Regions from separate parts of the Mus musculus genome. Here all the other regions are linked to region 4. The links are chromatin contacts, called in public HiCAR-type, HiChIP or PLAC-seq and promoter capture Hi-C maps. All regions are on one chromosome and are shown on one strand. Each heading gives the region's core, a stretch centred on a gene start, on an enhancer-like site or on the middle of the called end of the contact. The rest is flanking DNA. Distances are from core to core; before and after follow the strand shown. Region 1 holds the start of Pon3 (paraoxonase 3). Region 2 overlaps Ppp1r9a (protein phosphatase 1, regulatory subunit 9A). Region 3 overlaps Ppp1r9a (protein phosphatase 1, regulatory subunit 9A). Region 4 holds the start of Peg10 (paternally expressed 10).

Region 1 (2,700 bases), core at 39-2,538, 510 kb before region 4:
GCCACAACCATCATGAGAGCTGCGCAGGTGCACCAGGATACTGGCGAATCCATTTTGGTGGAGACATGCCCCTGCTGCCCTGATTAGCTGAAGCTGCGTGCCTGGTGAGGTGACGTGGCCTGCTGTGAGTGGATGAGGGCTGAGAGTATATAAGAGTGAGAGGCCTGGGTCAGAGAAGGAAAAAAGATGAGAGAGAAAGTTGAAGTGAGAGAGATGAAGACGGAAGTTTGCTGAATAAACTGTTGTTAGAAGGACTGGTGGTCGTGTTGTTCTTGCTGGTCAAGAGCGGACGCTACACCTTAGTCCTATAAAATCTACCTATTTCAAAAAAAAGCTCTCTTTTTAAACTGAATTCTGCTGCTGCTACCTCCTATTAGTAACTAAAAAGAGATGATCCTTGAAGGTGCGATGTTCCCTAAACTCAAGTGTCTGGCCATCTTCAGTCTCTCCAACAGTATTGTTTATCTGAAAGGAAAGTTTGCTCTTCATTGGAAAGACCTGAAATTCACAGAAGAGTAAGACTCTCCCATAAAAACGATATATTGTTGTTGATGTTATTATCATTATTATTATTAATATTATTACATTCTGCTCATCTTCCAGATTGCCAGACAGATGGACTTGTCTACCACCATGAAGGCACCAGGAAGTTCTGAGCCAAAGTTCAGAGCTCTGGTTCCTCGAGAAGGATGAGCCAAAGGGCTCGTCTTTCAGGATTTTCTTCTTCAGGGTGTATATGGAGCAATTTCTCCTCTTACATGCAGCCTGCCAGAACTCTGAAGCTTTAGTCTATGAACTCTGGCTTCCCAGGCAGCTCTCTCACATCACTCCACTGGAGAAGCTGAGGTTAATTGAGTTCTGTGACTTTAAGAAACAAATTTTCCACACCGTGAGGATTCCAGCTTGTGAGTTCAAACCTGAATGGTCCAGAGTTTAGCTGACCTTAGCCTAGGCAGAAATATGTTCTTGGACCGCTTGCCTGGAGAGCCAGCCTTAGAATCTGCACATTAAAGTGGCCTTGAACCATCGCTAATAAAGGTGGACTTGAATCAGAAGAACAAAAATCCCCTTGAAACTCAAGTAGACAAGTGGCTTTGAGCCCTCCATGTGGAGGTGGCTTTGAGCCTTGGCGCAGGAGAGAGCAAAACTCCCAAGACTGCTAGAAAGGATCAGCACAACTGCCAGGAGGTGCAGGCAGGCGGGGCACAAGGGACTGATCAGTGGGCGGGACCCTGAGTCCGCGCCCCAGAGCGGCACCAGTCTTCCTGCTTTTTGCCTAAGGCACCCAGACACCATGGGGAAGCTTGTGGCGCTGACCTTGCTGGGAGCCTGTCTGGCCTTAATAGGGGAAAGGCTGCTGAATTTTAGGTGAGTGGGCATCTCCATGGAGATGGCTTCAGCTCTTTCCTTTCTAGTCCACATCAGGGAACTCCTGCTTCCAACTTCCTAGCGTTTCCTTCCGGAAAGGAGCAGTTTTGGAACCTCAGTTCTTAGTGACCTTCTCCTTGAGACTCGTTCACTAGCAAAGGGGACAGCTGCGTGCCTTTCTAGGCTGCCAGGGTAGGAAAGCCCACGTTTGATTTCTGAAGGTTGGGTACCTTTTCCAGGTCTTCTGCTACATTGCCTTTGTGAAAGACCAAGTCATTTGGAAGTGTTGGACTTGGGGGAGGGGATCAGACTAGCAGCTGGGTGTTTATAGCTGACTCAGACACTGAAAGTGCGGGCCGTTCCAGAACCCATGCCACATTGGAAGATGAGCCAGGAAACAGGGAAGAGAGCTGAACCCCGCGGACAGGAACTGACTTGAAGGGTAGTTGACTTTTTGAAGTAGAAGATCCGGCAGGGAAACCCTCCCGGAATTACTGTCTCAAGCAAACTCAGTTTGATCTGAAAGATTTTTTTTTTTAAAGGTGGGTTCTTCTCCTCCCTCCCCTTATTGCTACTTGGGGCTAAGGCCTCTGCTTGTCATCTAGTTGTTTTTATTCTTTCTCTGAGGAGTGACTAGTCTCAGAGGTTCGCTGCTGCAATCTGTTCAGACACTGATGTCTGTTGGCAACGCTTTCTAGTCCAGCTTGAGAGGGCTCGTTGTCCCGCCTGCTCCCCAAACAACAAATGGCAGAATCTTCAAATAGTAAATTTAAGAGTGGTACAGCTAGGAAGACTAACACTTGCCTCCCCACCCTCACCCCCAAGTGTTAAAACCATACCTCTAAAGGATAATTTTTATAAATGATCAAAAGATAAATCTACCTTCAGTCTTCTTGAATACAGTTCAATTAATATTTTAATTTCTACCTAGTATTTAGAAGTCTATTTCAGTGCAAGGTAAGAGCGCTGTGCTGAAAAGCACTTTGGCTAACTAATGCCTTTAGTAGTGTCAGGTCCATAAGGTACCTTTGCTAAGATAAGTCAGCATAAGCTTAGTTGAAATGAGGAAGTTAGAGCTAAAGTTATCAGTTCAGCTCCTTGGAGACCTCAGAGAAATTTGGAATTTTTTTCTCCCTACTGGAGGAAGGAGGTCCAAAGAAAACAAGAAAATATGAAATGGGTAAGTACAGATTCATATTAGGTAATAGTTAAGAATATGATGTAATGCTGTTTGTTTGTTTTTTGTAATGCTGTTTTGTTCCTTTAAATGAAGAATAGTGTTCGGTTCTGCCTAGCATTAAGTGGGGTCTTATATTTCGTATAGAATTCTAC
Region 2 (2,700 bases), core at 79-2,578, 350 kb before region 4:
CAGAGTATTACAACAAAAGCACGTCTTTGGGACTAGAGAGAGCAGGTCTCCAGAAAAGCCTGAGGCCCAGAGAAAAGTTGAAAGATTTCAATGTCATTGTATATTAAGGGGATTCAAGTAACTAATTACACAAATCTCCAGTGTGATGCCTGGCCTGTGAGGCATATTCATCACTCTACCCTTTACTAAGTCCCTTAAAATGTACCGGGTTTGTGAGCTTGGTTGTTTGAACTTTAGAGAGAGGGGTGTTTCAGCTCACAGTTCTCGAAGTTCAAAGTTAAGGGGCCACACATGATAGTAATCTCCTTACCGGCAGACAGAGCTATGAGCTGGCTCAGTAGATCACATGGCAAGAGACAGAGAGTCTGTGCATGAGCACATTCAGATGTGTGCATGTTTTTACCTGTTTATGGCATCTCAAACTTTATTTCAGAGAATGCTTGTTGGTTTTCATATCCTTGTCAGTACCTAGTCTCCAAGAAGAAAAACAGTTTTTAAAAGATCTATTTTTACTATTTTAAATTATGTGTAAGTGTGTGTTTATGCAGGGGTGCATGCACACGACTGTTGATATCCTTGGAGGATAAAGGCATAGGATTCTCCCTTGGTGGACCCAGCATGGGTCCTGAGACCTGAAGCTAGATCTCTGCACAAGCAGGAAGAGTGCTTAGCTGATGAGCCATCTATCCAGGCCTTGAGTGGAGAAATGTTTAAATACCTAGATTACTCGGATAGCCCTGGGTTCCCAATCTTCAGGGGCTCAGCTCATTCACCTACCACACTGCTGATAAATTATTATCATAGCAATTTTAACTAGAGATCTTTAAGTAAAATCTCTTCCAACTACTCAAATTCATGTTTCTTTTCTTCAGTACTCTGTATCAATTTTGCTACTTCATTAATTAGCTTTGGATTTTAATGTTTTCTTTAGTTTGTACCGGCATACTCAAAACCAAGGTCACTCTTTTATTTTATTTTTTTTGGCCATGGTGTCTCAGTGGCACAATGACCTCCGTGACACTGCTTCCTGTGCTCTACTGGGATCCTTCCTCTCCAGTGTGGACTGGACCTAGCAATTCAGCTGCAGCTAAATACAAGGGAAGTAACTAACTTAGTTACAGGAAGTGTGACTTGTGCCTCTTTTGTCCTGGCTTGTTCTCTGTGTCCTCACTATTGGGAAGCAGGAGTCCAGGTTCTGAGCAGGAAGGGGCCACATTACAAGGTTCTGAGATGTCTGGCCAACAGCCAGCAGGAAACAGAGGTTTACCAACAGTCACATGAGGGAGCTTGGAAATGGCTCTTCTGCATCCTGTCGACAGCTGCGAGTGTGTTTGGATGCAGACCCTCTCCCAGTTGAGCGCTTAGATGGCCACAGCTCTGGCTGACACCTTACTGTCGGCCTTGGGACAGATGTGAGCTTAGAAAGATCCGGATGAACGAGCTCACAGTGTACTGTAGAGACATTTCTTATTCTAAGTTGCTATGTTTTGGTGGGTGGTGATGTTTTAGAAGGAAGGGGATTCACACAGGAAGGGAGGCTGCCAAAACAAAGCAGAGAAAATAATAGGGATGTGGCTTTGGAAGTGGGCAGTGGGCGAAGGCTAGATAGATTCTAAGGAATGGATTAGTTTAAACTACCCTAAACATATTGTTCGAGGAAACCTGAAAGGCAGGCTGTTAACATGGCAGAATGTTCAGGGTGAGCATCAGCTCCTCAGGGAGACACAGGGAATGTCTAGTAAACAGTACCATCTCAGAAAGAGGATGCCAAACCCAGCCTCAGGGGTTGCCTCTCTGTTTTCTCTCCTTATAGTAAAATAGAAAATATACGAAGATACTATTAAACAGGAATGAAACAGAAGTTTATGGCTTTGAACAGTTTAAAATTAAGGCTAGAATTAAGAGATGGCTGAAAAAGGAAGTTCAAATTCAGGGAACTGCTAGGAGAATACAGATTTCAAATAGAGGAAGTTTACTAGGGTTGTGGCCTTAGGAAACTCCGATTTTTTTAGTTTAGTTTAGTTTTGTTTTTGTTTTTGTTTTTTTGAGACAGGGTTTCTCTGTCCTGGAACTCACTCTGTAGACCAGGCTGGCCTCGAACTCAGAAATCTGCCTGCCTCTGCCTCCAATTTTAAACAGCGTCAGATAAGCAAGTCTTTGAACTGCCCTAAAAGAGGCACAACCTGCATTCACTTTTAGGCTGTATGACATTTCTGAAAAGCTAATTTGAAACAAAGCCCCCGCAAGCCTCTGCTCACAGGGATCATGGGGAAGAGCTGTATGGAGAAGCTGGTTCCCAGCCGTCTTCCTCTCTTGTCTCTATAGAGTCCATGGCATCTGATAGATTATCCCATGATAGGACACACCTGTGGGTGACTGATCAAAGTGACCAAGACAAACAATAAGGGAATCCTGTGAGTCTAACACTGGAGAAGAGCACTGCGAACAGAATTCTAAGTCACACAATAGTCCAACCTGTAGAATTCCGATAAAGCCTCAGGATATACCTTAGAAACCCAGCGCACTGATGTTTCCACTTGTCGTAAATCAATAACTCAAGTAGTGGAGGGTGTACCAGGGAATGGAGACGTGTGCCTTTGACACACACACACACACACACACACACACACACACACACACACAGGGTCGTGAGGCTGCCATCTCACTGTGCACAGCACCCCGAGCACCTCACTGTGCACA
Region 3 (2,700 bases), core at 193-2,692, 260 kb before region 4:
CTTCCAACTTACAAACTTACAAACTTCAGTGTCTCAATACAAACTTGAGCCTATATGCTTCCAATGTTCTCTGTAAATGTTTAATACTCCTCAGAGTTAGTCACTGTTCTATGTATCTCTGTCATTGGAAATTGTGATCACGCCACCTTAATCAGAGCACAAGTCCTTCTCACCCTGATCTATCAACACATAAAATGAAAACTGAGGCCAAATAGGAGGCAAATGCAACAAATTCAAGAGCAACTGTTCAATATAATGAATTTCTCTATAAGAATCTAACAAAAGGACTGGGAAAATGAAACAACTAGGTTTTGTAATGCAGAAGTTAGCCCAAGTGACTGAGCAGACAGGCTTAAAGTAACTATTAACAAATGTGGTCATAGAAGAGTCCAAACAAACACTTCCCAGGGCAGTTCCCATATTTTAGAGGTTATACCAGTCATCCTTTACCTCCTCAATGCATCCAGAGTCATTTGGGGTAAATGTCTCGAGTTTGTTGATTAAGTTCAAGTGGACCCTCTGTGCCGTACCCAAACTGTCTGACGATGCAGCAGGGTGGAGCTTGTCCACGTCTGCCCCGACAGTTGACCTCAGGACAAAATCAAATCAAAATACTCCTGAATCGAATCCCTGCGAGCAGGTGGAGAGCATCACACGGCAGCGTGCGAGTTCCTGTGCTGACTCAGCGGCTGTGCGAAGTCTAAGTTTGCTCCGTTGTCTTTGGTCTCTGTCATTGTTTTGTTTTGTTTTGTTTTGTTTTGTTTTGTTTTGTTTTGTTTTGTTTTGTTTTCATTCGTCTTGCGTCATTTTGTTTATCTCCAGACTCAGTAAAACTTTAACTTTTTGCAGCCTATCTAAAGCAGCTGTGGCTAGGAGACATCATGTTTGAAGTTCCTCAGATTAGCTGAGTGGAAAACCCTGAACTTCTTGCAAACAAGCAGCAGGAAGACAGAAGGAGTAAGAGAGCAGAAAAGGCAAGCAGGCAGGGCCAGAAAGCCAGACATGCTCCCAAACGAGGCTTCCCATGGGGCCAGAAACTCCTCTTCTTAACAGTGAAGTCATTACACAACATATGGATCACAGAGTGAAAGATCAAAATTCAACAAAAGGTAAGGTGGTAAACAACATTCCTGAATTCCTGAAACAACATTCATTCATCAATTCTTTATACAATGTGAAGGGTTCTCAGGAATTTTTGTAAGGCTGTACTTAACTGTTTTGGGAGCGGCCTGCCTGTGAATGACATACATAATGCCCAATTTCCATTTTGATTTATCTTTTTGAAAATTCAATGCTGTCTAAATTGATTTTTCCATTTGTAAAGTCTCCTTCTAAATCAAATACCTGCAGAAATGTACAAGCTAAAACAATTGAGTCGGCATAGATGGATGAGAAGGTGGTGGGCCTGCAGCTGTACCTGCCACCAGTGTGACATCAGGCAGACCTTATTATCACCTAGCAACTAGAATGCAGTAACATGGTGTGGGCAATATGCACACACTGAGAAGTGCAGCAAAATCAAATTGTAGGGGAGGAATCATAGTAAGAAAAGCTTGTTATTTAGTAACACTGTAGGCTTCCCAGGGTCGCTCCAAACACTCCATGGTGGGCTCTGGCTTGTGATGTAGGCAGTAGTGGAGAACAGGCATCTGCCGCGCTGCTCTCAGTGTCCCAGCACTGTGCAGAAAGTGTCCAGCAGCTGTGAATGCGATGACTGGGTGAGTGGAGAGCTGAAGAGCGGGGGCCAGAGCCTGTAAATTTGTCCTGGGTAATGGAAGAGAGGAAGAACAAACTCCTCAACTCCTGTCACTCTAATTTAAGTACACAGAGAAGAACCTCCTGAAACATTCAGTTAAAGCCCTTTATCTTTATTCACAGGGAATAAAAATGCCAAAACAGAAAGTCACTCTTTCGAGGACATAAAATGTCCATCAATCTTAACACATATGAGTGGGAAATCAATCTTGCTAAGATGAACAAGCAAGAGGACTAATGTAGCGTCCGTGCCTTTTGAAAACTTAAAATTTTACCATGAAGATATATTTGTACAGTTAAGCAGAAATCAATGGGCAATAGCCAGCTACATGAAATATTTGGCATTTTACCTGGAATACAGTAGGTACCCAATAGGTGGCATAGGTGTTAAATGTGTCAGGATATAAATGTCTTACAGAATGTAGAAACCCAGGCTGGAGAGAAGGCTCAACCATTAAAGTCTAGGCTCACAACCAAAAATATAAGAGTAGAGAAACCCAATGTGGGGTGCGTTGGGAAAGGTACTCATTTGGGTAGAAAAATATACTGAAGTACAGTGAGAAGCAGGGAAAAACTGGTCAGTGACAACCTAGGAGACATGTTAGAAATTCCTAAAGAATAGACCTAAGTCTGGATATGATCAAATAGGTATGAGAGATTCATGGGGAATTATGAATTCCTCGTCATAATTGTTAATTATAAAATAACGATTGTCTGGAAAGCACACATCTAAGGAGATGAGCTGCCTTTGAAAAGCTAACTAAAGAAGAGGAAACCAGCATCTCCTATGCCATCGAAGCAATCTAGACAAGATGGCTGGGGCAAGAGTGCAGGGTGTGGCATCCAGGGAAGCTGAGCTAGGAGCTCTTACGCACAAAGAGCTGACAGGGCTTCCAGACTCCATGCCATGACTGAGCGAGGACAGGCACTGCGGTGCTCCTAGCC
Region 4 (2,700 bases), core at 1-2,500:
CTCGTCTTCCCAACGCTACTTTCTGTGTCACTTAAGAGGCTGCAGGTCTTATGCCTGTGCCGCAGTTTGTAGCGCATTTTCTAAATTCACTCTTGTTGCGCTTTTGCGTTTGGTTACTCTCCTGCAGCTTTCCAAATTGAATACGTGAAACACGAATCGGTTTTGGGTATCACCGTAGTTCGGGCTGGTTTGTGGCGCATGAAGCGCCCCGTTCGCCCCGTTCACAGGTTCGCCTGTTCGCCCGTTTCATTTGCTCGTTCGTACGCTGAAGCGCATGAAGCGCCCATTAGTACAGTGAAGCGCATGGCGCGCCCATTAGTACAGCGAAGCGCATTAAGCGCTCATTAGTACATCGTAGCACATGAAGCGCCCATTAGTACAGCGAAGCGCATGAAGCGCCCATCAGTTCGTAGCGTGTGAAGTGCCTATGAGTATTTTGTAGCGCATGAAGCGCCTATGAGTATTTTGTAGCGCATGAAGCGCCTATGAGTATTTTGTAGCGCATGAAGCGCCTATGAGTATTTTGTAGCGCATGAAGCGCCTATTAGGATTTTGTAGCGCATGAAGCGCCCGTTAGTTTATCACAGCGCAAGACGCGGCCGTCTGCAGTGCAATCCGTTCGTAGCGCGGCACTTAAGAGTGCAGAGCCAGTCACTTTGCAGCGTATTTGGGGAGCTCATCACAATTCGGTCAGTAGCTCATGTGCGTCTGCAGCTCATCGCTGTCCGCAGCTCATGTGTCTACCGACCATTTCTGGACGCGAGTCGTGGAAACCGAATTCGCGGACCCGAAGCCGTGAAGACTTGCTTTCCACGCTCTCGTCTCAGGATCTGGCCACTGAAGGCTTGACAAAATTTGCGAGGAGATATTTTGGGGGGCGCTACTTTTATCTCCCGCAGCTCCCGATGTAAAACGGGGATTGCGTGTGACCGTTTTCTTGGAGTTAAAAAAAAAAAAAAAATCCTAACCATACTCACCACACGAGGATTCCTCTGCGATGCCACGAAGGATGAGGGGTCCCGCGACGGCCCGGTCCACTGGGTGACCGCGGTCCGGAGAAGGCTCCGGACCGCAGCCCGCGCAGCAGACCTAGGCGAGGCTCGGTGGACCTTCTCGGTTGGCTGCTCTCCCCAGGTCGTAGTTGGTCAGGATTCTTCGACACACACCAACTCAAGTTGGAAACGCGTGTATCGGGAGTCCGGACTGCTTGCCTTATATAGAGAGATCCTAGGAGGGGGGGCGCCAAATCCCAGCGTGCTTCGCGAGCAGCGGGGGCGGAGGGGGGCGCGTGGGCGGGCGCCTTGGGGGATGGGGTGGGGGCGCGGCATGCACTGCTTTGGCCCGCCGCTAGGGGCAGCATGGGCTCAGGAAGGGGGGGTGCGCGATGCTGAACTGGCCAAGCTGGGAGGAAAAAAAGAAAGGGAGGGGAGGGGAGGATCGAGGACGGTTGGCTTAGGCAGGCCAAGAATGCTATTATTCTGGTGGTGGGAGCTGGGAGACCCTTGTGCTTGGACGGGAAAGGGTCGGGGGACACTCAAGATGAGCCCCGCGACCACTGGCACATTCTTACTGACAGGTTAGTGGCCTGCGCGCGACATGGAGGTTCAGGGGCCCACAGGCCGCCGCCTCACACTCCCCCACTCGGGTTCCGGGGTACCAGGGCGTGCCCAAAGGGTGCTAGTCCCGCTCTATGCCCAATGCCTCCCCCTCACAGCACCCCTCTTTCAGGACACCCTGCAGCCCACCTTTTGGGCCAAGTGGGTCCCTCCCCAGGCTTGACCCCTGGCCTTCTCTTTCTCTCTGCACCCCCACGGCCCCTCCCTGTCCAGCAGGGCAGGAATTCAGCTCCAGTTTCCATTAAGAAGGGCGCCCCTCCTCGCCCCCCCAGCCTAGTGGTGGACATCTTCTGATCCCTGAAACAGACTTGGGGGGTCGTTGCCCCTCGGGGTGGGGATGGGGGTTTTATCCCACAATTGAGACTCCCTGGCCTAGATGTGAACCAAAGGACATGTCTGGCCAGCTGCTTTCTCTCTTACACAAAGATGTACATCTTTTCTCATTTTCTGGGATCTGGTTGAGAGAGAAAAAGACCACCAAAATGTGACATTTAAAAGATCGAAGCCCCCCCCCCCCCGCGCGCTTTTTTTTTTTTTTTTTTTTTAAAGCATATTTCCTGGTGGCGCGAACCTGATTTTTCCTTAGGTTTTACCGAACACGGAAGCAGGATCATGAAATTCTGGGAGCCAAACGGCGGTGTGCAGGTCAGGGTCAACCATGGCTGGGGGCCAGAGATGCTGCAAACAGCACCCATTGCCCTACTAAATACGTTACGAAGGGAAAGCAAGAACAATTGAAAACAGCTGTGGATGCTTCCAATGTTCTTGGCGGGCTTTGGAAGCCTTCAGCTACGGACTTTGTGAGGTTTACACGGAGACCTCAGCTTCCCCCCCCACCCCGCGCCGTTTTATGTTTCTAAATCTTGTGGGTGAATGAATGTTTTGGGGAGCAGTAACTGTAGGTTCAAACCTTTGAAACAGGTCACCGAGACTCAGCTCCAAGCATTTCCTTGGCTTGAAACATAAACCTGTAAATTTTTTTTGTTTGTTTGTTTGTTGTTGTTGTTTTGTTAGAGAAATTTGCAAAGGAACAAGGCATTCAAATACTGACTGGGAAAGGATGTTAAATAAAACCTTAATTCGG

Evidence for each region. Promoter capture Hi-C pulls out the DNA fragments that hold promoters and counts their contacts. HiCAR-type assays count read pairs that join an accessible place to other places. HiChIP or PLAC-seq counts read pairs in DNA pulled down with a chosen protein or histone mark.
Region 1: a HiCAR-type map of embryonic stem cells shows a contact between it and region 4, with 6 times the contacts expected there. The contact joins the promoter of Pon3 here to the promoter of Peg10 in region 4. A contact is called at or near these places in 2 of 39 promoter capture datasets (both in liver), 4 of 115 datasets of contacts at active chromatin or transcription factors (bone marrow-derived macrophages, embryonic stem cells and stem cell-derived neural progenitor cells) and 3 of 9 other capture datasets (adipose tissue, embryonic stem cells and macrophages).
Region 2: a contact with region 4 is called in a promoter capture Hi-C map of neutrophils, with 5 times the contacts expected there. The contact joins the enhancer-like site here to the promoter of Peg10 in region 4. A contact is called at or near these places in 16 of 39 promoter capture datasets (the 3T3-L1 cell line, 3T3-L1-derived adipocytes, cranial neural crest and 10 more), 1 of 15 datasets of contacts at CTCF or cohesin (the NIH/3T3 cell line), 45 of 484 Hi-C or Micro-C datasets (the 3T3-L1 cell line, the N1E-115 cell line, bone marrow-derived macrophages and 26 more), 24 of 115 datasets of contacts at active chromatin or transcription factors (bone marrow-derived dendritic cells, bone marrow-derived macrophages, cardiomyocytes and 14 more) and 4 of 9 other capture datasets (adipose tissue, embryonic stem cells, liver and 1 more).
Region 3: a contact with region 4 is called in an H3K27ac HiChIP or PLAC-seq map of trophoblast stem cells, with 22 read pairs. The contact joins the enhancer-like site here to the promoter of Peg10 in region 4. A contact is called at or near these places in 2 of 39 promoter capture datasets (hippocampal neurons and maxillary cranial neural crest), 7 of 484 Hi-C or Micro-C datasets (the N1E-115 cell line, embryonic fibroblasts, embryonic stem cells and 2 more), 9 of 115 datasets of contacts at active chromatin or transcription factors (astrocytes, embryonic hindbrain, embryonic limb bud and 4 more) and 4 of 9 other capture datasets (adipose tissue, embryonic stem cells, liver and 1 more).

What each region holds. Positions count from the first base shown.
Region 1 is chr6:5,254,821-5,257,520 of GRCm38.p6, reverse strand. It overlaps Pon3 (paraoxonase 3), which reads left to right and starts at 1,288. Exons shown (of 9, transcript NM_173006.2): 1 at 1,288-1,368. The coding sequence starts at 1,295.
Region 2 is chr6:5,092,244-5,094,943 of GRCm38.p6, reverse strand. All of the region lies in intron 6 of Ppp1r9a (protein phosphatase 1, regulatory subunit 9A), which reads right to left. Among named protein-coding and RNA genes, the nearest start is that of Gm52886, 39 kb to the right of the region's middle. Within about 2 kb of position 1,328, at least 79 of the 459 cell types and tissues checked have an H3K27ac peak or open chromatin away from gene starts, as enhancers often do. A contact at or near this core is called in adipose tissue, bone marrow-derived dendritic cells, bone marrow-derived macrophages and 4 more, where this site is marked.
Region 3 is chr6:5,006,758-5,009,457 of GRCm38.p6, reverse strand. All of the region lies in intron 2 of Ppp1r9a (protein phosphatase 1, regulatory subunit 9A), which reads right to left. Among named protein-coding and RNA genes, the nearest start is that of Gm52886, 47 kb to the left of the region's middle. Within about 2 kb of position 1,442, at least 13 of the 459 cell types and tissues checked have an H3K27ac peak or open chromatin away from gene starts, as enhancers often do. A contact at or near this core is called in embryonic stem cells, extraembryonic endoderm stem cells and trophoblast stem cells, where this site is marked.
Region 4 is chr6:4,745,856-4,748,555 of GRCm38.p6, reverse strand. It overlaps Peg10 (paternally expressed 10), which reads right to left and starts at 1,250. Exons shown (of 2, transcript NM_130877.2): 1 at 978-1,250. Sgce (sarcoglycan, epsilon) reads left to right here and starts at 1,352. Exons shown (of 11, transcript NM_011360.3): 1 at 1,352-1,576. The coding sequence starts at 1,468.